Linked DNA regions of Rattus norvegicus: region 1 is linked to region 2. A link is a contact called in public Hi-C data. All regions are on one chromosome and are shown on one strand. The core of a region is the stretch at or near the end of the contact, and the rest is flanking DNA. Distances in the headings are between cores, read along the strand shown.

Region 1 (5,648 bases), core at 1,222-3,721, 290 kb before region 2:
ATGTACAGCTCTTGAAGTTAAAAAGATATCAGAAATGTAAAATGTACTAGGGATGAAACAACCCATATGAAGTTTAAAAGTCAAGAAAAACAGAGCAGGATGCTAACATGAAACCAACGGAAGTATCAGATAAGAAAAGAAAACAACAAAATCATCTACTGACATTTCTAAGAACTGAGCTGCACTTACTCACCGACTTCTCCACAGCATGAGTAACCAAAATCCACACCAAAGGCAAGATCATGAGCTTCGCAAATGCAAAGAGGGAAAAGATTTTAATCCTTCCAGATCATAAAGAAAAGCATACACATGAAACCATGAGTCAAATAGCAATATAATAATAATAATAGTAATAATAATAATTGGATTTTCAGTGACAATTTTAGTGGCTACAGAATAAATACCTTTAAAAGTCTAAGAAATACTGACTGTCAGTTTTGAACTTCACTCAGATTGTCTACAAGACTTCAAATAAGGCCAGAGAGAAATGTCTGAGTGGGTCAAGGCACTGCTCTGCAAGTCTGGTGACCTGTGTTCCATCCCCAGAATTCATGAAGCCAGATGTGCTTAGGTGTGTCTATAAACCCATCATTTCTACAGGAAGACAGGAGGCATATATGGGAATCTTTCAAAAAGTAAAAGTTTCTAAAATCAAAGGGCAGACAGACTCTGCTACAAACAAGGTAGAAGGAGAAACTAACTCCTCACAATTGGCATCTGACCTCCACAGCTGGGTACATGCATGTGTGTGCAGAAACGCAGAGTAAATTAATAGGATGTATTATTTTTTTAAAAAAAAGAGGAAAAGAAAAACATTTCAAACACAGAAGACCAAAAAAAAAAAAAAAAAAAAAGTTGTATCACCCACAGTCCCTTCCTCTGTAGCGATGGAGAGAGTAAACCAAGAAAGAGGAAGAAGTTTACAGGAACCTGAAGAGACCATCTCCAATATGGCAGAGACTTAAGGGGATTTCCATGATGCCATGGTAGAGACTCCGAGCTCACAGAAGCTTGGGCTTCACTTTGGCAGCAGAAAGCACACGGATGCTTTCCCGGGGATCCATAATGATCTTACAGAGGTCACACAATGTTCCCGAACACACCGGAAGAAGATTCATCATTTTGGCAAAAAGCTTGGGGTTACAGGATCAAATGGAATCAGATAATAAGTGAAGCTTCCTGCCCCTGGGAACTTTTACATAGAGGGCTAATTTGAATTTAAATGTTAAAGAGACTAATTATATGTGGAACCTTTACTTTTTATACACCCGTACAACTGGAAACACACTTCACAAAAACTTTTCTGGGAAAAGAAGGCAGGAAACCAACCCCCCCACCAAAAAAATTTTTTTTCAGGTCAAGAAATAGTTTCAGGATAATAAAATTATCAGTCACGAAATGAAAACTGCTAAATGTTCAAAAAGAACAGCCAGTCCAGCTGGAGCAAAAAGGCACCCAAGAGATGAAAAGAGAAATTAAAGTTGACACTTTGTAATTGAAAACATTTTAGAAGGATGACAATGTAAATTAAAGAAATTAGAAACCTTAAGAAATGTCAAAAAAAATTTAAAGCTAAAATGAGCATACCATTCATTCTACAAGTACTGTCCTTATGGTATGAAAATATAAACACGATTTGTTGACACGTTCTCTCAACCAAACACAAATTTATAATTGTTTCTACTTATAACACTGATGGTAAAAATTACATAATGAGGTTTAGTGACCAGAATGGCATTGATAAATTAGGCAAAGGAACAATCAATTTACGAAGAAATAATAGTAACCATTAAAAGTCTGTTTTAATGGCCAACAGTAAGAATAACCATCTTGGACATGGTAGTTTCTTATATTTCTATAATCCAACTGCCCTCAAGACCAAGCTTCCAAAGAGTCAGCACTGAACTAAAACAATAGTGAACACTCAACACCTACTCCTTTAATTAATAGTACATAAAATTGGTTTACGTTATTTTAAACAAAATTATAGATGACTCACTCCATGTAGTGACAATACTGGGGTCAGAAGCATTAGCATAATGCCCCACACCAAATACATTACATTAATAAATGCTTGCTTGAGAATAAGTTCCCAGACAGCTTAAATGCAGAACCAGTAATATGACCAATCCCCTACTGTGTGCAAGTGACCAATCCCCTACTGTGTGCAAATTAATTCCCTACTTACACTCATGGCAATAAGAAAACACAGGAGCTTGGCCCCTTTAGGAAGGGACTTTAAACCTAACTGGTGAAAGACACATTAATGAGATAGATTACTGGGCTCCGAGACACATTCTAAGTAAGATGCTAACAGAATAAAACTGGCAATTAGTGAACGTTACACATTGTGTTCGGTTCGTTCTGCTTGAAAATCAAACAGAAAAGCACTGGAGAAGTCCAGCTTGAAGTCCTCATTGTGACATTTCCTGAAAGGAATGTAAATCATTTATTTAACAGCGCCCAGCTTGTTTGTTTTGTCGGTTTGCCCACTCTCTAGTTCTTGGGAAATAATGATCGCAGCACCTCCAATGGCCAGCAGTGTTCCCTGGGTTCAATGGGAGCAAGTGTGAGCTGAGGTTTAAACACAACACGGCAGCAGAGGCTGGTGTTTTAGCCTTTTAAATAATACTTTAACTGCCATAACGTTTTAAACCAAGGAGCTCTATGCTAGCCAGTGCTGGGTGCATTGACTTGCATTTCCAACCTGACTCAGATTTCTGTTGATCTCAAAAGGATGATTTTTCCTACAGCCAGGGTACCGGCAAGACTACAAGGTGATTACTAAGACCTCTCATTCGCAAATCTTGTGCTAATCAGAATCTGTTTCACAATGTCTAAAGAGACCCAAACAATACGAAAATAAAAAAGACTGGTAAGTACGCCATACAAATCGCATCACAGTGGTTCTCATTCAAGTCTTCTGATTACAGCATTGACTCGGTTAATCAGCTTTGGGATGAGTGCTTTTGTTGAAATTAAAATCACGAAATTATTTCTACTAATAACATCCATTCTACCCCAGTTCAGCATAGTGTCATGAGATTTTGTTTGAAGGGAATTTCTGGGCAATCCAACTCCACTGGGAGACTTGTTCTGAGAAATCCCTTCCAGATCAACAAGATGATGAGTCTCTGAGAAAGGCTGCAGTGTACAATGAAAATACGGAACCATTCTCTCTCGTCCTAAGGTTTTGGTATTATCGAACACTCTTCACACCAGCAGAATCTGCCTAGGGTGCAGTATGGTTTTTCTTTTCCCACTCGGTTTTGCACAACACCTGCAAATTAATCAGGATGTTTTGGGGTGTACCCGCACTTCTCTGTCAACATTTCAGCTTTGGGCAGATGCCAGCCTGTACGAGATTTTCATCTTGAGGCTGCTTCCTTTCTTGCAACACTGGTTGGACTGTTGCCAAAATCATCAAGCTACTGAGGGAACATCCCCTTTTACTTACTCCCATCCGTTTCTGGATCCGAAAGTCATCCCTGAGTGTTATGACTAAAGATAGGCCTTTTTCCTCTCTCATTATTACTAACTCAACTACAGCAATCCTCACCAATCTCTTTAGTTCCCTCTTTTTAACATGCTAACACCTCAGTCCTGAGTTCATGTCTAGGGTTTCTGTTTTGGTTTTTTTGTTCATTTGTTTGTTTTGTTTTTCTATTAAAGAAGAAACAAACGATTTAGGGCTATGATAATATTTATCATGCTAAGAATACTCAGGTCTTTGTTTCTACACAGAAATAATAATGCCATTTCTACCCCTAACCACTATGGCAGTGTGTGAATGTGTGTGTGTGTGTGTGTGTGTGGGTGTGTGTGTGTGTGTATGTGTGTGTGTGTGTATGCGTGCGCGCGTGCACACACACACATGCATGTGCGTTTGCATGTGTCTATGCATGGAGGCTAGAGAGGACAGTGTGATTTTGCTACTCTTATGAATCATAATGTAAATATCTGACATGCAGGATATCTGATATGTGACCCTGGGAAAGGGTCATTAGACTCCAAAACAGGTTGCAATCTATAGGCTGAGAACCTCTGTTTCACACCACACTTTTGAAACACAATCTCTCACTGATCTCGGGGCTCTATGATTTGGCTAGATGGACTGACCAGAAAGTCCCAGGTACCTTCCTCTTCCCATCCTAGTCCCTGCCTCCTGGCACTCTGGTTATATATAGTCACAGTCTATTTTCCCAACTTTATAAGTGGGTGCCAGGAAGCTGAACTCAAGTCCCCATGCTCGCATGGCTAGTACTTTCCTGACTGAACTCTTCATTCCCCATTGCAGCATTTGTAAATATAAATCTCTATGCACGTCATGTATTTATTGTTACCAAAGTAATGAAAATTGAAGTAACAGTGAGAATAGTCAAACCCCAAAACGCTGACCATTCTAAATTGCTATAAGGGTGTGGACCACCAGAAGTCATTTATGGTTGGGAGAATACAAAATAGTACCATCATTATAGAAAACAATTTGACAGCTTTGTGCAAAACATAAACTGTACGATATACCAATCACCGTTTGGTGTTCAGTAAATGGAGTTGAAAACATGTGTTCGGTCAAGAACCTGAGTGTGAATGGTGCACACTCAGTCATAGTTATGAAAGCTCCGATGCAGCCAAGATGTCCCTCATCAGTGAATAGATGAATTCTGACACATTGAGTGAGGTTTTTCTCAGTGCTACAAAGAAATGAACCAATAGCAAGCTTAGAATGCAGTTCAGTGGTAGAGTATTTGCCTAGCATATGTAAAGCCTCGGTTCAACTTCATAAGACTACAAAAGCAAAGCACTGGAAAAAATGGATGTATTAAATGCATAGTGATAAAGTGAAAGAAGCCAGTAAGAAAGGGTGCATCCCATATGATTCCAACGTGATGTCATTCTGGAAAAGACAAAATTCTGTAATAGGATTAAATAAATAAATCGGTGGTTTTGCGAGGATTAAGGGAGAGAGAAATAATTACACAGAGCTCAGAGGAATATATTTGACAATGAAAACTCTGTCTGATACTATATGGCACATTAATGTTGTTACATAGTTATCCAAGTCTATGCTTAACAGCAAGTGAACTCAAATGTAGGCCATAGACTGGGGCAGTTACATTGTTCTATGTTGGCTCATCATTTGTAACAAGTGTACCCTGTTGATAGGGGATGTTGCTATTGGGGGAAATGGTGGATGTGAAGGAGTGTTAAGAGGAGTGTGGGGGAGCATACATATTCTCTGTAGCATCACTTTGTTGTAAGTCTGAAAATTTCCTAAAAATCTAAATGTAAACTACAGGATCCTCCTCAGTACTTACATACTAACAAAGAATTCTGTCTTAGCTAATACAGTAGGAACTTGATTGAACCTGAGACCTTGATTGAGTCTGGGAGCCAATTTCTTAATGCATTAAACTATCAGGATAGAGCAAGTTTTTATCTCCAAACAATGACTCAGCATACCAAAAGAGTCAGTCTAACCTGAGGCATGCTATTCATGGAGGGCAGAGCCTCCAGAGATAGAAGTCTAGGAACTGTCTCAAAAAAAAAAAAAAAAAAGGGGGCTGGGGATTTAGCTCAGTGGTAGAGCGCTTACCTAGGAAGCGCAAGGCCCTGGGTTCGGTCCCCAGCTCCGAAAAAAAGAACCA
Region 2 (5,632 bases), core at 1,307-3,806:
GAAGGCCATTGCCAATCAGATGCTGTAGTACAATTCTGGAGAAAGAGTTTTCTGCACGACCAGGATTCAGCAGAGAATTACACTGGATCACCCTGCATTTTGTTGTGATTAAACCCTAAATTGCCACATGATATTCTATTGACACACTACCCTTCTATGTAACAAATACCTTTTAAAGGACACTTGTTTTATATGCTTTTCTTGTTGGTTTTATTATAAGTAATGCTGGGATAAGCATTTCTTTATAGAGATCTTTGTATTTATGTCTTATTCATTCTTTCCTGTGACCGATTATGCATCATTTAGGTTCTAACTCAACAGCATTAGCTGTAATTATTACTTTAACAGCAAAGATCTAACAGGAGGAATTCCCTACAGAGGTTTAGATGTTTATTTTTTTAAAAGAGAGCTTGGAAATGAGACGAGATAGTAAATCCACTGATCAATGACCTTTTGAAAGCTTGGGAACAAAGAAAATGACTGCTCTATCAGACCCTAGACATTCAGAGGGACCCTGTGAACCCAAACACTGCATTCCTGAGGAGGGAAGAGGAATGCTCATTAAAAAGACATTCTGGAGAGGAAGAGGAAGTGCCTGGCATTCCTGCTCCATCTCCTCTTCGACTTAAAACAAATAAGTAAAGAACCACACCACCAGAACCACAGTAACCCACCAAAATTCCCAGCGATTTGTAAAAGGCTTAAAAGTGCATGTAAAATCTGAGTCTTATCGCTCTCTCAAGGGAAGAAAAAGAAAATGCCGTAGGAATTAGAAAAAATGAAATCAAATTACTCTGAAATATTTGTCAAATGGAGAATTCAAATCATATCCGTTTGAAGTTTAAGTATTGGGACTGGCTGCCTGATCCAGCAACACTGTTCTTTATCTGGGCTTGAGGATGTATGACTGTACCACATATGAGATCTTCTATGATGTCTGACTGACCCAAAAGTAAAAGAAGAGAACTGACAAGAGACAGAAGTAAGCAAGTCTAGCTCTGGCCTCAATAGCCAAGATTATGAGTTGTCAATCTCTGGAAGCCCGGAGATTTCATAGTCATGAAACACTAAGGACTAACTAACAAAAAGTGTACTTTAGCAGGCCACTCCTCCCACCACGGAACTCACTGTCAGGGAAGCATCAGAGCCAACCTTTCTATGTAAACAGCACCCCAAAACTCAAACTCTTATGGGTACCATGCACAGAAGGGCAAAAAGTCAGGTCACTTTATTGCACAGCCCTGCAGATGGCCAGGCATTCATTCCTCTGGGTGGGCGGGAAGCTCTTCTCTCTGACATCCTCCAGGAGACAAGCATTTTCGGAGTGCTATCCCCAAGTAACTAATTTCCTGTGTGAAAGCTCACTGCTGCTCTTGCATTCCTCAGGGGGCATGTCCTCTCATCTCAGAGGATGCTGCTTTTCCACAGGAAGAGGAAGGAACCAGTTGTCACTGGATGTGTGGGCTGAGGACTGCGGGCATTTTCCGCATGCCTTCGCCTCAGCTGTGGGAACTGGGGATGCAGCTTGGATTCCCAGCCAGAGAGAAGACTGGAGGTGTCTCTGGGGTCCAGGCACAGTTTAGAAACATAGTACAGCAGGAAGTTAGAGGCAGAAATAAGATCTGCAGCTTCAACACCTCCACTGCCCAGAAATGTGCTCATTTTCTAAAGGGACTTGCAACATTTATTTACTTTGTTAGGCAGCCAATAGCAGATTACAAAGAATTCTTTTGTAGAGTTTCCTGTTTTAAAAGATACATTTAACATAGAAAAAGAAACCTCTCTTGTCACGACAGAAAAGAAACAGAACAAAGTATTAGCTAACTAGGACAATTTATAAAAATTTGATTTGTATACGATTTTTGGTAAATTCATTGAATTTCCTTTCCCTATGACTTAGAAAGTTAAAGAAGCTCAAATTAGCATTTTGGGGGAGGGAACAATACCTCAATCACACAACTTAGACTTCTTGTCATGATTTTTACTGCAGAGCAGATTACTGTGGGTGGAAAATGGCACTCCTGGCCTACACCATTTCCTTCACAGAAAGAGAAATTGAACAAAAGATAATGGGAGCTCCATGCAGAGAAAGGATGGCATGTTCCTTTAACACACCAAACACTCCTGTTGATGCTGCTTTAAAATCAGTTTCAAAGTGCACAAGGGAAGGGACAGTTTGGCGCTGAAAGCTTTAGCAGTTTCCACAATACATGCCAGTGCTTAAAACATTTATTTAGTTACATTATCTTCGTGGATGTTTTGTCTGCATGCAGAAGGGGATGTGGGTGCCCTGGAACTGGAGTTACAGATAGTTGTTAGCGGTCAATGTGGGTGCTGGGAATTGAACTTCGAGTACTTTGGAAGAGAAACCAGTGCTCCTAACACGCTCTCCAGCCTGCATGTGCATTTTAAGCGGTAAAAGTTATACATTTTAGTTTAGAGACACTTGAATTTGCAGACACTGTGTTCTTTCAAATAAGTCCTTCCGAAGCTTTGCTTACATAAGCAGTTAGAAACTGAAATAACTCTGAACTAGTTACACAATGTTGTCTAGTAACCAGGATGTACTGTTGCCACAACACCCGTGGAAATATTCTGTCTGCAAGTCTACTCTCCCTGTGTCCACAGATGTGTCAATACAATATTATTTTGTAGGTAGTATGTACCATATGGTCCATGAAAGTGGGCAACCGTTCTCTTCCCTCAAATAGGCTGATGTAAAAAATCTTCTGCAAAAGAGAAACCAAATGTGCTTTGCTGAGAAACTCAAATCTACATGGCATTTAGCAGGGCACTTCCCGAAGTCACAGAAAAAGGCAGAGAATTTCCTTCCCCTGATTCTAGAACCTAAGATAAGAAAACTACAATGATTTTTCTGCCCATGGCTCTTTGTCAAGATGAGGCTGAGCCAGAAGATATTTCCAGCTGCCCTGGGATTATTCAGGGCTACACCTTACTGTCCCCTGGGAGAGGAGATAGGGAATCCCGCAACTGACATCCAATCTGTCAGGAAATCCTCTTGGCTCTGCCTTCAAAATATCTTCAGAAGCTTGCCATCTCTGACCCCCTCCCTTGCTCCTGCCTAGTGTCAAGCCACCACTGTCTGAGGTTATTATTTCCTTAGTTTCCTAGTTCCTTGTCCCAGTGCCACACTTACTCAGATGGCACCTGCCATGCGACAGATGTCTGGACCACATTCCTGCAGCCTCGTGCCTTGCCCGAAGTGCTTTTCTTTACTTTGTAGTGTTTTGATCCACTGCCCTAAAAAGTCTATGTTTTTAATCTGAGACGTGCCTGTTTCTCTGAGCTTTTCTGCACAGGTTTTAATTTATTGCTTCTTTTTCTTTAAAGCTGAGAATGGGGAATGACACAGAGAAGTATGTATGTAAGCGGGTATCCTCAGTTAATATTTACTGAGAGACATGGATGGAGATGAGCACACATCTCTCCAGGGCTTGCTCAAATCTGCCACCTGTTGGTACGGCAATGTAAAGGACCTAAAGGTGCCACGCATGGGGGGGGGGGGGGGGGCTAAGGCAAGACATTCACAAGTTTAAGCTCCAAAGTCAGCTCAGGGAGGGAGGAACTAAGCAGGGACAGAGTGGGTGTAGGGCTGGGGGCTGGGGGGACAGGATGCAGGGAGCAGAGAGATCAGAAGTAGATTAGTGTGTGTTTTATTATCATGGTACACACTTTCAAAAAAAATTGAAGGAAGGACTATATTAAACCTTGCTTTCTTACTGAAATATTCCAGTTTACAAACAACAATAACAAATAGTATCCTCTGTCAGGCCAAGGGCTGATTTCTCTTGGACGAGTCTTCTCGTCTTCCCCAGGTGACTAACACTCACCTCAGGAACACGAGAACTCTCACGTTAACATGTTCCCTCGACAGTGGTCGTGCTTTCGCCTGCCCAGTGTGGGTGTGGCTGAGGCAACTCAGCGGAGCTCTCTGCCATGCTTCTGTGGACAGCCTGTCTTTATCTCGGCTAATGGGTTAGAGAACTGCACATTCTGAGATTTTTTTTCTATAATGTAACTAACTCTCAGTTTATTATAAACAGTTACTTTGATCTGAAATGCTGTCTCCAACTCTAAAGAAAGGCATATGTTGTATTTACACTATACGTCCTGGTCAGGAAAGAGATAAAGACACCATCCCAGTTCTTGGGAAAGGATTTGGTGTTTTGGCAATCCAAAGAACAACTGTGGAGTGCTGACCTCATTTTGTTCACCTACTTGTAGGACAAATAATAAACCTAACACATTAAAACGTAAGGCTAAATTGTGGGTGGTGGCCCAGACCTTTAATCTCAGCACTTGTGAGGCAGAAGCAGAGGGATCTCTGAGTTAGAGGCCAGCCTGGTCTACAGAGGGAGTTCCAGGACTGCCTGGGGCTATACAGAAGAACCCAGCCTCAAAAAACAAAACAAAAACAAACAAAAATCCACAAACAACAACAACAACAACAACCTCAGACCCTGACAACAAACCTTAAGACTATAATTTACCTGAAGGTAACAGGTCTCTCTCTCTCTCTCTCTCTCTCTCTCTCTCTCTCTCTCTCTCTCTCTCTCTGCCTGTGTCTGTCGTCTGTCTGTCTGTCTGTCTGTCTGTCTGTCTGTAGGTAGCATATGTAGGTAAACATGGAAACCAGAGGTCAAATTCAGGTGCCATTCTTGGAAGTCATTCACTTTGTCTTTTGAGATTAGGTCTCTACCTGGCCTGGACCTTGCCAACTAGGCTAGACCGTCTGGTCACTGAGCCCCGATACCCTCATATCCAGGCTCTCCTCAGCTCTAGGATTACTGGCTCTCCCCACTACACCCAGCTTTATACACGGTTTTTGAGAATTCAGATCCCCCTGCTTCCATGGCACGTACTTTACAGACAGAGCTATCTCTTTAGTTCTCCAGTCTTATTCCTATTTGAGGAGAGTGGCAAAGTGACTCTGGAACACCCTACCTGTGCAGCCACATCGTAGATGGTAGATGCTAAATGGCTATGAATAATCTCCTCCCAGGTTAGCGATGGAGCTCAGGGTTTCAAGCATGCTAGCAAAACCTCAACTGCTGGGCTATTCCTACCCATCTCTGACTCAAAATTTGATGGCAGACCCATGGCCCATTTCTGTGAAAATATTAAGACTCAACCAGAACCCTAAAGAAAAAATTCTTTAAAAAGCCAAAAAATTATATAGGTGACTTGAATGAATCAAAATAAAATTAAGGTATTTGAGAAGATAAACAGTTTAAAACCATGTCTATATGGTATATGGTATATGGTATATAGTATATGGTAGCCAATACTAACCTTTTGCAGAGAAACACCTGGGGGGTGGGAGCAACTGTGCTTTAAAAATACAGATTGGTAACAACTGATTTTGATGGGCAAATATTATATCAAAATTTCTGTCAGGCATCAGAGACAGAAGTGCAAGCCACAAAGATGCCACCGTTACACTGCATGCCTAACTTCCTCTCCACAGGGAGACACGAGAGGGCCGCTAAGACTCACTTTAGTGTAGCTTCTGTGTGCTGGGCAAACTGCTATAGACACACGTTCCCAGCCCTTTGTCTCTCCAAGTCTTTACTATATAGTTCAGATAGCCTCAAACGCAAAACCTCCTGCC

What was found. A called contact is a pair of places that touch in the nucleus more often than the background predicts.
Region 1: a Hi-C map of hepatocytes shows a contact between it and region 2, with 2.6 times the contacts expected there. The contact joins two enhancer-like sites. A contact is called at or near these places in 8 of 12 Hi-C or Micro-C datasets (the A7r5 cell line, the Rat2 cell line, hepatocytes and 3 more).

Annotation. Positions count from the first base shown.
Region 1 is chr7:36,167,749-36,173,396 of GRCr8, reverse strand. No RefSeq gene overlaps it. Among named protein-coding and RNA genes, the nearest start is that of Dusp6, 190 kb to the right of the region's middle. Within about 2 kb of position 2,471, at least 23 of the 93 cell types and tissues checked have an H3K27ac peak or open chromatin away from gene starts, as enhancers often do. A contact at or near this core is called in hepatocytes and liver, where this site is marked.
Region 2 is chr7:35,878,060-35,883,691 of GRCr8, reverse strand. All of the region lies in intron 10 of Poc1b (POC1 centriolar protein B), which reads right to left. Among named protein-coding and RNA genes, the nearest start is that of Galnt4, 69 kb to the right of the region's middle. Within about 2 kb of position 2,556, at least 25 of the 93 cell types and tissues checked have an H3K27ac peak or open chromatin away from gene starts, as enhancers often do. A contact at or near this core is called in hepatocytes and liver, where this site is marked.